Linked DNA regions of Mus musculus: region 2 is linked to region 1. A link is a contact called in public Hi-C data. All regions are on one chromosome and are shown on one strand. Each heading gives the region's core, a stretch centred on a gene start, on an enhancer-like site or on the middle of the called end of the contact. The rest is flanking DNA. Distances are from core to core; before and after follow the strand shown.

What was found. Hi-C and Micro-C count contacts between places; a contact is called where the count stands out from the background.
Region 2: a contact with region 1 is called in a Hi-C map of Th1 cells, with 2.2 times the contacts expected there. The contact joins two enhancer-like sites. A contact is called at or near these places in 1 of 39 promoter capture datasets (hippocampal neurons), 7 of 484 Hi-C or Micro-C datasets (CD8 T cells, Th1 cells, bone marrow-derived macrophages and 2 more) and 4 of 115 datasets of contacts at active chromatin or transcription factors (CD8 T cells, bone marrow-derived macrophages and pancreatic cancer cells).

The regions. Positions count from the first base shown.
Region 1 is chr8:34,527,869-34,534,277 of GRCm38.p6, forward strand. No RefSeq gene overlaps it. Among named protein-coding and RNA genes, the nearest start is that of Gm33968, 11 kb to the left of the region's middle. Within about 2 kb of position 2,418, at least 60 of the 459 cell types and tissues checked have an H3K27ac peak or open chromatin away from gene starts, as enhancers often do. A contact at or near this core is called in CD8 T cells, Th1 cells and bone marrow-derived macrophages, where this site is marked.
Region 2 is chr8:34,669,118-34,675,526 of GRCm38.p6, forward strand. No RefSeq gene overlaps it. Among named protein-coding and RNA genes, the nearest start is that of Gm46069, 18 kb to the right of the region's middle. Within about 2 kb of position 2,719, at least 87 of the 459 cell types and tissues checked have an H3K27ac peak or open chromatin away from gene starts, as enhancers often do. A contact at or near this core is called in CD8 T cells, Th1 cells and bone marrow-derived macrophages, where this site is marked.

The DNA of each region.
Region 1 (6,409 bases), core at 1,168-3,667:
CAGAGATGGCGGCAGTTCTATAGGAATGAAGTGTGCCAACGTGGGTGTGGGACCCAGGCAAGTAGGAAGTACCAGTGAATATCAGATTCACATCAAGCTTATTTTTTAGAAATGCAGATGAAAATAAAATAACAGTATTCAGCTTCCATTTTCTCTACTGAGTATGAATTACCTTTAACATAAACTGTAGTGTTATGTTTAATGACTTGTTCATATAGGTCATGTCTTAAATCTGTAACAGATTGGGTGGCTTTGTAGCAGAAGAGCAAATAAGGGTTTTCCAGTCACAGGGAGTGTTATTTGAGGCAGATATTTGTTAGTTAAATCCAGCGAAATATAATAGATGGCAGAAATAGGATGCCATTGTCACCATCGAGTCACCATGTGACTCAATGTCAGGTGTCAGGGTTAGGACTCCATTCAGTCACGGCCACCTGAGGGGCCAGCCCCAACCCAGGCAGGTCCTGATGGCATCACTGGGTGGGAACATGGAAAGGACACACTGCTTAGAGTTGTCCCCTGAGTACTATTTACACCATCCACAGGCTCAGCCCATCAGACACCGATAGAGGAACACTCAGCTTCCTGTTTTAGTGTGAAAACACACCCAGACTTCAGGACCTTTCTGAGCCCAAACAGATCCATCTCTGCAGTGCTCAGTGCTAAATGTATCACTTCCAGTTTGCATGGTGAGAGAAATACCTGCTTTCTAGAGAAATACTATGAAGCCCAGATGACTTAATTCCTTCGAGAGAATATGGACGTACGTGAGAATCGGCAGGAGGGAGCTCTGAGTCCCACCTGTGGTCATCAAAGTTCATATTCCACTATGGGTTCAGTTATGACAACCCCCATACACACACACACATGTACAAACTCATACCTGCCCCCAAAAGCTAGCACCTGTGACTTGAAGTGTGACCTTATTTGGAAATAGGGTCTTTGTGGAGGTAATCCAGTTACAAGAGTAGATTAGGACAAATCCCAACCAATCCCAATGTGAGGGATATTCTTCAGAAACAGTGAAATTTGGATATAGTAAAATACATACTTAGAGGAGAGATGCCAGGAAATGACTCAGGGAGATAGCGACTTTCCATGAGACAAGGAACATCTGAGGCTATTACAATGGAGAAGTAAAAGATCTGGCCCACACACCTTTCCCCAGAACCTTCAGAAGGAGCATGGGTTTGCTAGCCCCTGGATTTCAGACTTCCACTGTGAGAGTGTAAATTCCATTGGTCAAGACACGTGCTTTGGATACTTTTTATGATGTCCCTAGTGATGTATTTTGTAAAACCCTTTATGATGTGGTGGGAGGGGATGCCTTAGCGGGCCCATTTGAGTGAGGTGTCAGCTATATGACAGTCTAGTATAAGATGAAGTTTATTTGGGTACATGAGAAAGAGGGAGTGGGGGTGAGAAGAGAGTAGAGGCAGAGAGAGGGGAAGAAGAAGAAGAAGAAGAAGAAGAAGAAGAAGAAGAAGAAGAAGAAGAAGAAGAAGAAGAAGAAGAAGAAGAAGAGGAAGAGGAAGAGGAAGAGGAAGAGGAAGAGGAAGAGGAAGAGGAAGAAGAAAGAGGAGGAGGAGGAGGAGGAGAGAGAGAAAGAGGAAGAGAGAGGGAGGGAGAGAAAGACAGAGACAGAGAAAGAGACAGAGGAGAAAGGGAGAGAGGAGAGAAGAGGCAGGCTGTCAATAAGTGGAAAGATGTGGGCAGGGATGCCAGAGAGAGGCAGGAGGGGGTGGTCAGAGAGAGAGGCCAAACAGTCCTTTTAAGGCAAGCCAGGCTGTTGCTAGGTAACTGCTGGGCAGAACCTAGAAGAAATGCTAACCTGTGAACACCTAGGAGATCTATAAATGTACAGCAGAGCATGTTCTCCCCAAAGAGACCAGGGTAGGTAAGATTCAATGCAACAAAGACACTCGGATGAAGAGGACAATCATGCTTGCTGGAAAGAGGTGGGACCAGGCTAGGTGTTGCTTGACTAAGGATGGCTGTGAGCATCTGGTTCTGCAGGAAGATCTCCCCCCCCCACCTCTCAACCTTCCTAGTGCTGCGACCCTTTAATGCAGTTCCTCATGCTGTTGTGGCCCCCATCATAACATTATTTTCATTGCTACTTCATGACTGTAATTTGCTACTGTTATGAATTGTAATGTAAATATTTTGGAAATAGAAATTTGCTAAAGGCATTTTGACCCACAGGCTGACAACCACTGTCTTAGAGCCTCTAGCCAGCCTACCCCCGAAGAGCTTAGATAAACTAAGGGAAGGGAGCATTCACAGTTTCCCTTCTACTTCTTCAGATCAAGCTTGGTCACAAATCAAACGGCCAAATCTTTACACATTTGAAAGCTGAACTTTGATGGCCTTGTTTTCCTTCCCCGTCTGACTCAGAATGAGTCACAAGGAACCGTCATTCATTTCTCTGGTACTCAGGGAAGCCGGGCTCAGGGAGCAGGTTTCCTTTCTTGGTGAGAGTTGGGCTGAGCTTGGGTTCACTGCCTTTGCAGGTCCCATGAAAGTACTGAGAGCTGCACCCAGGACCCCTGTCTCACTCTGGCTGAAATCACAGTGGAGGACCCAAAGGACTCATGAACCAATCTACCAATTTCTTTTTAGCACCTCTGTCTCCTAAGATACCTGAGAAAACAGAGCACTGAACAGTCTTTAGCTCAAGTACGCTCATGTGTCATGGACCAAAGGAATCAAGGGTCTTACCTGAGCCAAAGTCTAGAGCATTTCTGAGGTTGAGACTAGTTTGGTCTACAGAGTGAGTTCCAGGACAGCTAGGGCTACAAAGAGAAACTCTGCCTCATAAGGAGGAGGGGAAGGAGGAGGAGGAGGAGGAAGGAAGGAAGGAAGGAAGGAAGGAAGGAAGGAAGGAAGGAAGAAAGGAAGAAAGGAAGAAAGGAAGAAAGGAAGAAAGGAAGAAAGGAAGAAGAAAGGAAGACAGACAAGACAGGTGCCAATAACAACAATGGTAATCACAAATGAAATTCAGCCTTGTAGTTTTGTCTCCCCAGTCATAAAACCCTTCACCAGTCTTTGTCGACATTAAGGATCATTATTCCCATTTTGAACAGAGAGGAGTCCATGTGGATATTGATAATTTGCTGCAAATCACAGTGATCACGTCCAGCCTCATTCCTAAGGCTCCCACATGCCCATTCAGGAACCCCTTCTCCAGCTGGGCCTAAGCGATGTGTCGGTCAGGCATGGTACTGTAGCAGCATAGAGCAGCCCAACATGGTCTCTTGCTAGAGGAAACTGCCTCTTTAGCGTGTTCCCAGGACAGATGGCCATTTTCCAATTTACCAGTTTTATGTTCACAATTTACTTTTTTTATGAGCGCTTTACTCCGAAATGAGCAAGAATCGTGTGGTCACATTACTTTTATAGCCAAGAATATTGGAAGACTGCAACAAAACCTCCATGGCCTCTGCCCACCTCCTCCCTGCCGAGTTTTTGGCAGCATGCACAGAATGCTGCATGTCAGAATGGAGTGTGTCAGAGCTGGGTCCGGGCTGTCTGAGCACTTCCTGCCTTTGTTTTCAACAAGCCACTTAGGTATGGACTCTGTCCTCTGCATGTCTTTCTGAGGCTTAAGTTCACAGTGGCTACTACCAATGCTTCTGTGTTCATGGTCAGGCTTCTACAGAATAGAAAGAGTGCCAGTGTTGGCTCCACCCACTTCAGCTGACACTTCAGGAGTCAGAATTGTAGGAAACTCAACCTGAATCCACTTAGGAGGTTGGAGGCAGCTGAGGACTCCTGCCGGGCAAGGATGGAGACTACTGGGAACTCTCTCAGTGCATGAAATATTCAGCCATTCTCTGACCAATCAATCAATTGCAGTTCATTTTTTCATGTTTTTCCCAGTTTCTGTTTGTTTGCTTTGTTTGTTTGTTTGTTCCAGTTACCTGAGATCAACCACAGTCTGAAAATATGAAACAGAAACCTCTGGAAATAATCTGTTTTGAATTGCGTACCATTTTGAGTGGTGAGATCTTGCGCGAGCCCAACTGGCCAGGAAGAATGACGCTGCAACAGGATCCTTCTGCACACGTTTATTCAGTCCTGTTTCTTCTTTCTCTATATCTCCCTTGTTTATATCTCCCCCGAACCCTGGGCCTCTCACTCTTTTATACTCTCAGTTCCCATCCACGCACAGCAGGCCACGCCACCTCACCAGGCATGCAGCTTCAGCTAATCAGGGCAGCAGGGGCATATCTCCATCAAAATGGATTCACCAGTATCCTGGTACACCTGTGCAGCTCTCAAGATGTTTGTGGTTTATATGAGGAAGTCAGGTGCAAGTCATACGACTTAGCTGCAGTCCCTGGCGCCTTTGGGACTGCCGCCACACCCGCTCCTCACAGTGAGAAGATATCTCACCTGTGTTGTTCTACCTGAGTCGTCTCTTTGCTTTAGCACATCCACAATGCTTATACGCTTGCTGCCCACTATTCAGTTAGTAGTCACTGGGTATTGGTTCGACGATCACACTATCGTTGGGCATAGTTTCAGGAAATCCTTAGTAGTTAGGAGGGTTCCAAAACACCAGAACCATAGTGCAAGTAACGGTTATGCTAAAGAAAAGCTGTGAAGCTCCCTTTTAAGGCCTCCTTGCACCATTACTAGATGGAAGTCGAGTTCGGTTCAATAAAAGATATTGAGAGAGACCACAAAAGCATCACTCTTATTAAAGTAATGGTTGGGACTGTTCTAGTCCCTTGTTATTGTAATTGGGTTGTCATTGTGCCTAATTTATAATTTGAATTTTATCAAAGATATATATAGAAAAAGGAGACAGCTTATGGTTCTGTGTCTCCTGTTTTTTTCTCTTGCCATGCATATATGACATTTGTAATATATATAATATCACACACACACATAATACAACACACCTTTGTACTAGCAATGGTTTCAGGCATCCACTGGGGTCTTAGAATGTGTATCCTTTGCACAGAAAGGGCACCTACTAGCCCTCTTTCTCAGCGCTAATGCATGTGTGGGTGTGAGCTGTGTATGTTGAGCTCAGTCTAACCCTAAGACACAAAGCAACAGCATCAGCTGGAAATTGCACTACACAGAGCCCCACCTCTGCTCAGAGTTCGGAATGAAGAGTTGTGATGTTGATGTTGCTGTTCGCACACCTCATGGTGGAGGCAGTTGCTATGGCCACCACTTCTGCTTACATGAACCCCTAAGGGTCAAAACTAGCCGATGGAGTATAGAGCAGGGAGCTGTCACTCACAGAAGGGTGCACTGGATAAGTGGATCTTTCCCCAAGAGAGAAAACATCTGAGCATCTCCATTCAATGGTTTGTCAGGTTCTGCCTTATCTTTCTAAATTTCAGAGTCTTCCAGACATCGCTCTCTGCCGTATTTCCTCTCTGCCCCATGCCAGATCTGAGCCCCATGATATTGGTCCAAAGCACCTGGTTCTATTCCTCTGCAGCAGCCCCTACAATAACCAGAGAAGTAACTAACATTTAACTGTCCAATGCTGACTCCTTGGTCTCTCTTTATGGCTATCATCTTAATGGCATACCAGTGTTTGTCACTTTACATCTACAAGTCCCCATAATGTACAATAACAAAAATCTAATGTAGAGAGAAAAAGCATATTTTCCTCCACACCATGTTCAAGTCCAAAAGCCCGGGTGACGGCTAGTTAGAGTCTGTACACTTAAGAGACTGGCTGTGAGTTTTCTGTACACATAAATGCACTTGAGGTATGTGACAACAGTTGGTGGCTGTGGTGACTAAGCTTCTCTTGACTGCTCATTGAGATAGTTAAAAGTTGCTATTTAAAGCAGATTTATCCGTAGTGTCTCCAATCCGAGGCACCATAATTACTCAAAGAAATCACTTTCATTTGAGCAACAGAATGTTCCCCATTCAGATGGCTGAATCTGAATCAATTCAGATTGATTCCCTAGGGTTGTCCAGGTCGATCTTAACACACCTTCCGGCACATTCCAGTTCTGACTCCTGTGGGAAGCTTCCAGACTTCTCTAACCTTGGCCCTCACATCTGTTCCCTCTTTCATAGCCCCAAGTGCTTGACAACGTTATCAGCCTGCATTCATTTGTCCAAACATATATACATTATACACTGCCAAAAAACGTGGAGACCTTGAGCTAAGTATCGATAGACAGCTTTCCCTGTCATTTTTACAGTGACAAGTCATTTACCCTCCAGGTTTCTGCAGGGGAAGAGGGCGGAGCCAAAGACTGTATTATGCAGTCTAAACCCCAAAGGCCCACAAGGCTGTGATCAGCATAGTTACATGGGACACAAGACTGGATTAAAATCTTAATTCAAAAGAACTGGCAGTTAGTAAAGGAGGGCATGGGACAGTGACAAAAATGAGAACACAAGAGAGTCAACAGAAATACTC
Region 2 (6,409 bases), core at 1,469-3,968, 140 kb after region 1:
CTGTAATTTATTTTTAACACATGCACATACACACAGGGATAGAGAGTCAAACTACATATAATGTTGGCAATTACTTGGCCTTTACATATGCGCTACATGGGCATCCACGTCTTTCCATGTGTTTGAAGAGGAGTGAGTGCTATGGCTGCATTGATATTGTAAGCTGGGCACCCCATGGGAGAGGTCCCCCAGGAGGCTTGTTAGAGAGTGAGCAGGTAATCCAGACACAGTGCTTTGGCCCGAGTCAGCAAATAAAACCCTGCTTATTCTTTGGAAATGGGAACTTTGTAGACATGATTCATGAAGGGACTCTAGCCAGCTCAAGCTTGGTAAACAAGGCTCTGGCAGAACTTGCTAAGAAACCATTAGATCACATTCCTAAAGCTAGCCCCCAAGGTCTAGTCCCTTATTTAGCTACTACTTCCTCCTCTGGGGGCTGACTACCAAGGCCCGGCTATTTAAGTATTAGAGTCCAGAAATCAAAAGCTCCCTTTGACTCACCTAATTAACAGGCCTAATCAAAATTAAACACCTCATCCTAACATTGGGGGGACAGAGTCCCCTTGTACCTTTATAAACCATCCCTTGCCTATGGACCACATCTGTCTCCTCTCTATCCAGAGGCAGTCTTTTGTCCCTGGGGGACAAATGCCCTCCTTCTTCCTTGTCCCCTTCCCCTTCACTCTTGTCCTCTATCTCCTGTCTTTGTCTCTTTTCCTGCCCTTTATCCCTCTAGAGCAAATAAATCTCTTTATGCTGAGAACTTGGTCTTGGGAGTCTTGAGCCAATACTGGTCACTCCAATTTGTAGCATGAAGTCATTTCTTTTCGGAGGCGGGGCCAGGAGAAGTGGAGGAGCAAGAGGTACCAGGTCAGGAGGTGGGGAGATCTGGTGGAGGCAGAGCAGGCAAGTGTGGGATGTGAGATGGTCATAAACAACTGATATAGTTACACTTTAGCACTGTGGGAAGGAGGCTCCTCCACCTGATCTTCTGCACATGAGCTGTGCGGAGGGACCCTCTGCCACAGGGGCTGCAAATTGTCCTGAAGCACTCCAACAAGGAAGCACCCCAACATGAAGCTATTTGGGAGCAAAACTACCCAATTTCCAGGCTCCGGGCTATACAGTAGGACCTCAGAGGAAAGGGTCAGGTAGATAGATACAGGTCTAGGAAGAGTAGGGACAGAGATCAGAGGACTCACATGGCAGAGGACATTGCAAAAGGCCCAACACCCAAACAGCCTGATCTCAGAGCCCATGGCACTAAAACCCAGCTTATTTGGCTAAGAGAGTCATCCCTAAGGGACAGCAAACCAAGGGTATGCCAGCAGTCTGAGCACATCACCTGGTGAATACAGGCAGAACTTACCAACACCCCAGGAGGCTAGAGAAGACATCTTATAATATCCACTAATTTAGACTTTCATGTTTGAAGAGGAATTGGTTAGATATGTCTCATTTTTTAACTTGCCAAAAGTAAAAGTTCTTCCCCTATGGTTCCTTCAACTACCTACCCTCCTGTGTCCTGATGTTTCATGCCAATCATATAATATTTCATATTTATTTAGTTATTTTGTCAGGGGAGGGGACAGATGGTATAGTGTGTGTGTGTGTGTGTGTGTGTGTGTGTGTGAGAGAGAGAGAGAGAGAGAGAGAGAGAGAGAGAGAGAGAGAGAGAAGTCCAAAGTTCTCCATTTCCACCATGTCTGTTTATTGGTTGAGTTCAACTCATCAGACTTGGTGGCAACCCCTAGGGCCATCTCACCAGCCTTCATGCCCGTCATTCAACTGTTTTCTTTGTGTTGCTGCAGTTCTATAAACAGAATAACTTAAGGTCTTGCTAATTGTCTTTCTCTAATCATTACACACACATACACAGGGATGGGGGTGGGAGAGAATTTTGAAAAGGGAAAAAGAGTGCAGAAGCAGTAGAGAATTTCAAAATGATCTCATCCATCCTCTTGGGGCAACAGGCAGGAGCCTGCCAAGACAGTGATCAGTACTCTATGTTGGCTGCTGGGTTCTCTGTGTGGGCTGCTGGGTTCTCTGTGTGGGCTACTGGTTTGATTTTCTTGATGCTCTCAGTGTGAGGTACAGGGACCATAGGACTTAACTAGAATCCCTAGGGCTGTGGGACAAACTGCAAGAGATACTTTTAATCCTCTGAGTAATAATCTTTTTTCCCTAGAAATATAGTTTCAGAGCTCAGAGTTTTCTGAGGTAACGGGTGTCATCCTTACATACCTACATTTTCAGGGGTTACAGTGTAGAGTTGAGGAAAACGTTCAGCCTGAGAAAAGAAGGAACAGGCCCCCTTCATCACCCACACACGTTTGCCACCCACACACTCTTTTAATAACTTATTTCCTCCAGCACTTCCTCCTGCTTGGGGGTGGGTCTGTGGGGAAGAATGCAAATTTATCTAATCTCTAAAAGAAGCCTGGTGTTATTGCTCCTAAGTCCCTCAAGTGGTTAGGCAGAAGATAAGGAGAGCCTGAAGCAGTCTTGGTCTGTTCTGGGCCTCTTAATCCAGGTTTGCCTCCAGAAAACAAAGTGGGGGCTGGGAGGTGGGTCGTTTGAACCATCTTTGAGTCTCCCCTACATCCACAATAAAAATCCTGAGCAGCACCTGTTACAGCCCAGACCGGGCTCCCCAACGACAAAGGAAGTGCAGCCACTTGGCACTTCTCTGAAGCAAGCCAGCAAACAACCCCAGGCCCAGGTTTCTGCTTTGGGCCACATCTGCTCTTTCTCTCTCATCTGGGAGTGATTTGACTCAGCAAGAGAGAGAGGGGATACCTAACACATCTGCCGCCCTGGGGCTTGTGGGTGGGGAGTAGAGAAATGACTGACAACAGCTGGCCTTATACTCACATGAACAGCCTTATGGCCCCAACAGTCCTGGGAAAGGAAAACACAAGGCCCCATCTCTTGAGCAATTAGCTATTAACCCCACTGACACCAGAGACTGGGAGTTCCTAGCTGGCCATGACTGCTTGCTTCTAATATTTTTATTCTCCTATGACTGGTTGCTGTCCTCTTTTCTTCCTTAAAGTTTTTAAGAATGAGCAGGTTGGTCCCACAATGAGGAATCTAATAGAAGCAGTTCTGCACTCTCTAGTCTAAGCATCCCAGTGGAAATTATGCTGGTAGGGGGTCAGGGGCTCCCTATGGTTTGAATGCATTCAGTGGTCTCACAGAGGGAAGCCACATACATTCCAGACCAACAGGTAGTCTGCAAACCAACTGCCTCAACGGGGAAAGGAGATTCCTGGCCTGTTTCACCGGACTCTGGTCAGTGTGTGGAACTTTGTCTCTGCAGTGTTTTCAGTGTCACCCTAAGGTATTACAGACACCATCTGAATGAATACCCAAGTCTGTGTATAAAGTGCCGTGCCAACTCATAGCTGGGGAAGTTGGTACACTTTGAACAATTGGAAGACTCTTACTCCTTGTATGACTGGTTTAAGTCAAAGTGTAGATTCATATCCAGTCTATTACACTACCCAAGACCAAAATCCATTCCAAGAATTCAAATAGCTACAGAGATTTATAAACTGTCAGGGAAGCAAAAGCCCCAGCAAGGTGGGTAGCCATACAGTAGGATCCAAAGTCACCCCCAAAGAGACTTGACCCAGTTAACATTTACAGCACCAGCGATTTTTTTTAAACCTAGATCCTAGGCCTTAAACACCTTGATCTAGGTTTTGTCAATCTACAGCATTGCCTAGTTGGCTAATGATTCACTATACAGAGATTCACTGACGTGAGAGTTCAAGCTAGTACAGTCATTATAGAAATCGGTGTGGAGGGTTCTCAGAAAACTAAAAATAGACCTTCCATATGACCCGACTATTTCATTCTTGAGAATGTGCCCAAAGGACTCTAAATCTTACCATAGAAATGCATATCCATATTTATTGCTCTATTAATGCCAAGGAAATGGAACCAGTCTCAACATCATCCAGAAATGAATAATGAATTAAAAGGTGATGTGTGTATATGTATAAGTATACATATACATATACAGATACAGACACAGACACAGACACAGACACAGACACAGACACAGACACAGACACAGACACAGACACAGACACAGACACAGACACAGACACAGATACAGATACAGACACAGATACATGCACACAATGGAAGTTCATTCAGCTGAAAAGAAAACTGGAATTTTCTGGAAAATGGTTGAATCTGGAAATTATTCCATTAAGTGAGGTAACCTAGACATAGGCCGATACCTCCTGCTCTCTCTCATATCGAGTTCCTAGCTTTTAACGTTGATACACAGACATATGTGACTATAGGTCCTAAAACAAGAAATGGGAGCTTGAAAGAGAAAAAAGTGAAGAAGGAGAAGTGCAAGGACTCCACTGAGGTGGAGCAGTTCAGGGTCAGGAAGATTAACAAAAATGAAGTATGTTTGAAAATGACATAACGAAACCTAGCGCTTTGTGTATTAATTTGAATATTTACTTTTTAATTGCTGTCTGAAGAGATGCAGTTCAGAGTTACTGGTTTTGTTGTTGTTGTTTGTTTGTTTGTTTGTTTTTAGATAACCAGAATTTGGTTCCCAGTACCCACTTTGGGAATTTACAATTACCTATAAACTTCATCTCCAGAAGACCTGTTGCCCCATTTGGGCCTCTATGGGTACACATACACACATGCACACACACATACACATGCAGTTACACGTATACACACACATACACACATATATACACACATGCACACACACACACACACATATATATATACATATATATATATACATATACACACACACACATATATATATATACATATATATATATATACATATAGGCACACACATGCACACATACACACACACACACACATACACATATATATATACACACACTCATATATATATACCCATACACACACATGAATACACACAGTCATATACACACAGATGTACATACATAAACACTCACACACACATATGCACACACTTACACACTCATATACATACATGAACACCCACAGTCAAACACACAGATGTACGTACGTACATAAACACTCATACACACATGCACACACTTACATACACATGCACACATATTCATATACACACATACATACACAGATACATGCACACACATATAAAAATAAATAAATGAAACAAAATCCTTTGCTACATCTTTAGTCCCCAAATTCAGGAGGCAGAGGAACACAGATTTCTCTAACTTGAAGACCAGCCTCAGTGAATTCCAGGTCAGTCAAAACTACATTTAAAAAAAAAACTGTCTAAAATAAGTAAATAAATTACTATTTGATTTGCTGACTTGAGTTTCATTTTTTAAAGTGGCCAATAAATTTTGGCTCAGGATTAGGACAGAATTTCTAAAAATTTCTGAAATCTCCTCAAACATGCTCTTGCTGTGTTGTACTGCATATTCATACAAGCAGAAGAGATAATAAAAACCAGTCTATCCATCAACTTGAAAATGTTTGATAAACCGGGCATGGTGGCACAACCCTTTATTCCTAGTACTTGGGAGGCAGAGGCAAGAGAATCTGTGTTGAGTTTGAGGCCAGCCTGGTCTACAGAAGGAGTTCCAGGCCAGCCAGGGCTGTTACACAGAGAAGCCCTGTCTCAAAGAAACAAAAAGGAGAGAGAGAGAGAGAGAGAGAGAGAGAGAGAGAGAGAGAGAGAGAGAGAGAGAGAGAGAGAGAGAGAGAGAAAGGAGAGAGAGAGACTCCCAAAAGCCAAGTCAGGTGGGTCACAGCCATCTGTAACTCCAGCTCTGAGGATCAGACATGCCTCTGGCTTCCAAGGACAGGTACCCATATGCAGATACACACCTAAGCATAGCTTAAAATAATATAAATAAATCTTAGAATAAGAAAACCACCAGACATGATGAGCCTAAGTCCTACGGCATGAAATATACAACCAAGACCTAAGTCTTTATATGAAAGAGAGCCATTCTATCTCGTTAGCACATAAACCTGCTTTTATCTTCAGTAAGTGGCAAAACCATATGCACACCAAAGAACAGGTTAACACCCCTTTCTTTGAGGCTCATTGTCAGTAAGCAGTTGGTCTCTATACCTTATTATGCACCTATAAACCTAGGGTTCTGTAAAAATTTCTTAGGCAAGCAAGGATCAGGAGGGGGAGAGTCTTTTAGAAACCCTGGGGTAAAAATCACTGAGCTGAGATCCAGAGTGGAATCTCAATGAGCCAGATGGCCCCAAATCATCAACCAGGAACTTCCACTTCCTGACAGTTCAGAAGGGCAATCCCTGTTTTATGAGCTGACTTTGGCAGCTCAGATCTCCACTCTGCATTCCTATCACCCAGGACTTCAGAACGGAACTTTTATTGGAGGGAAAGGAGATTTAGCGAAACGTTTACAAGTGGTAT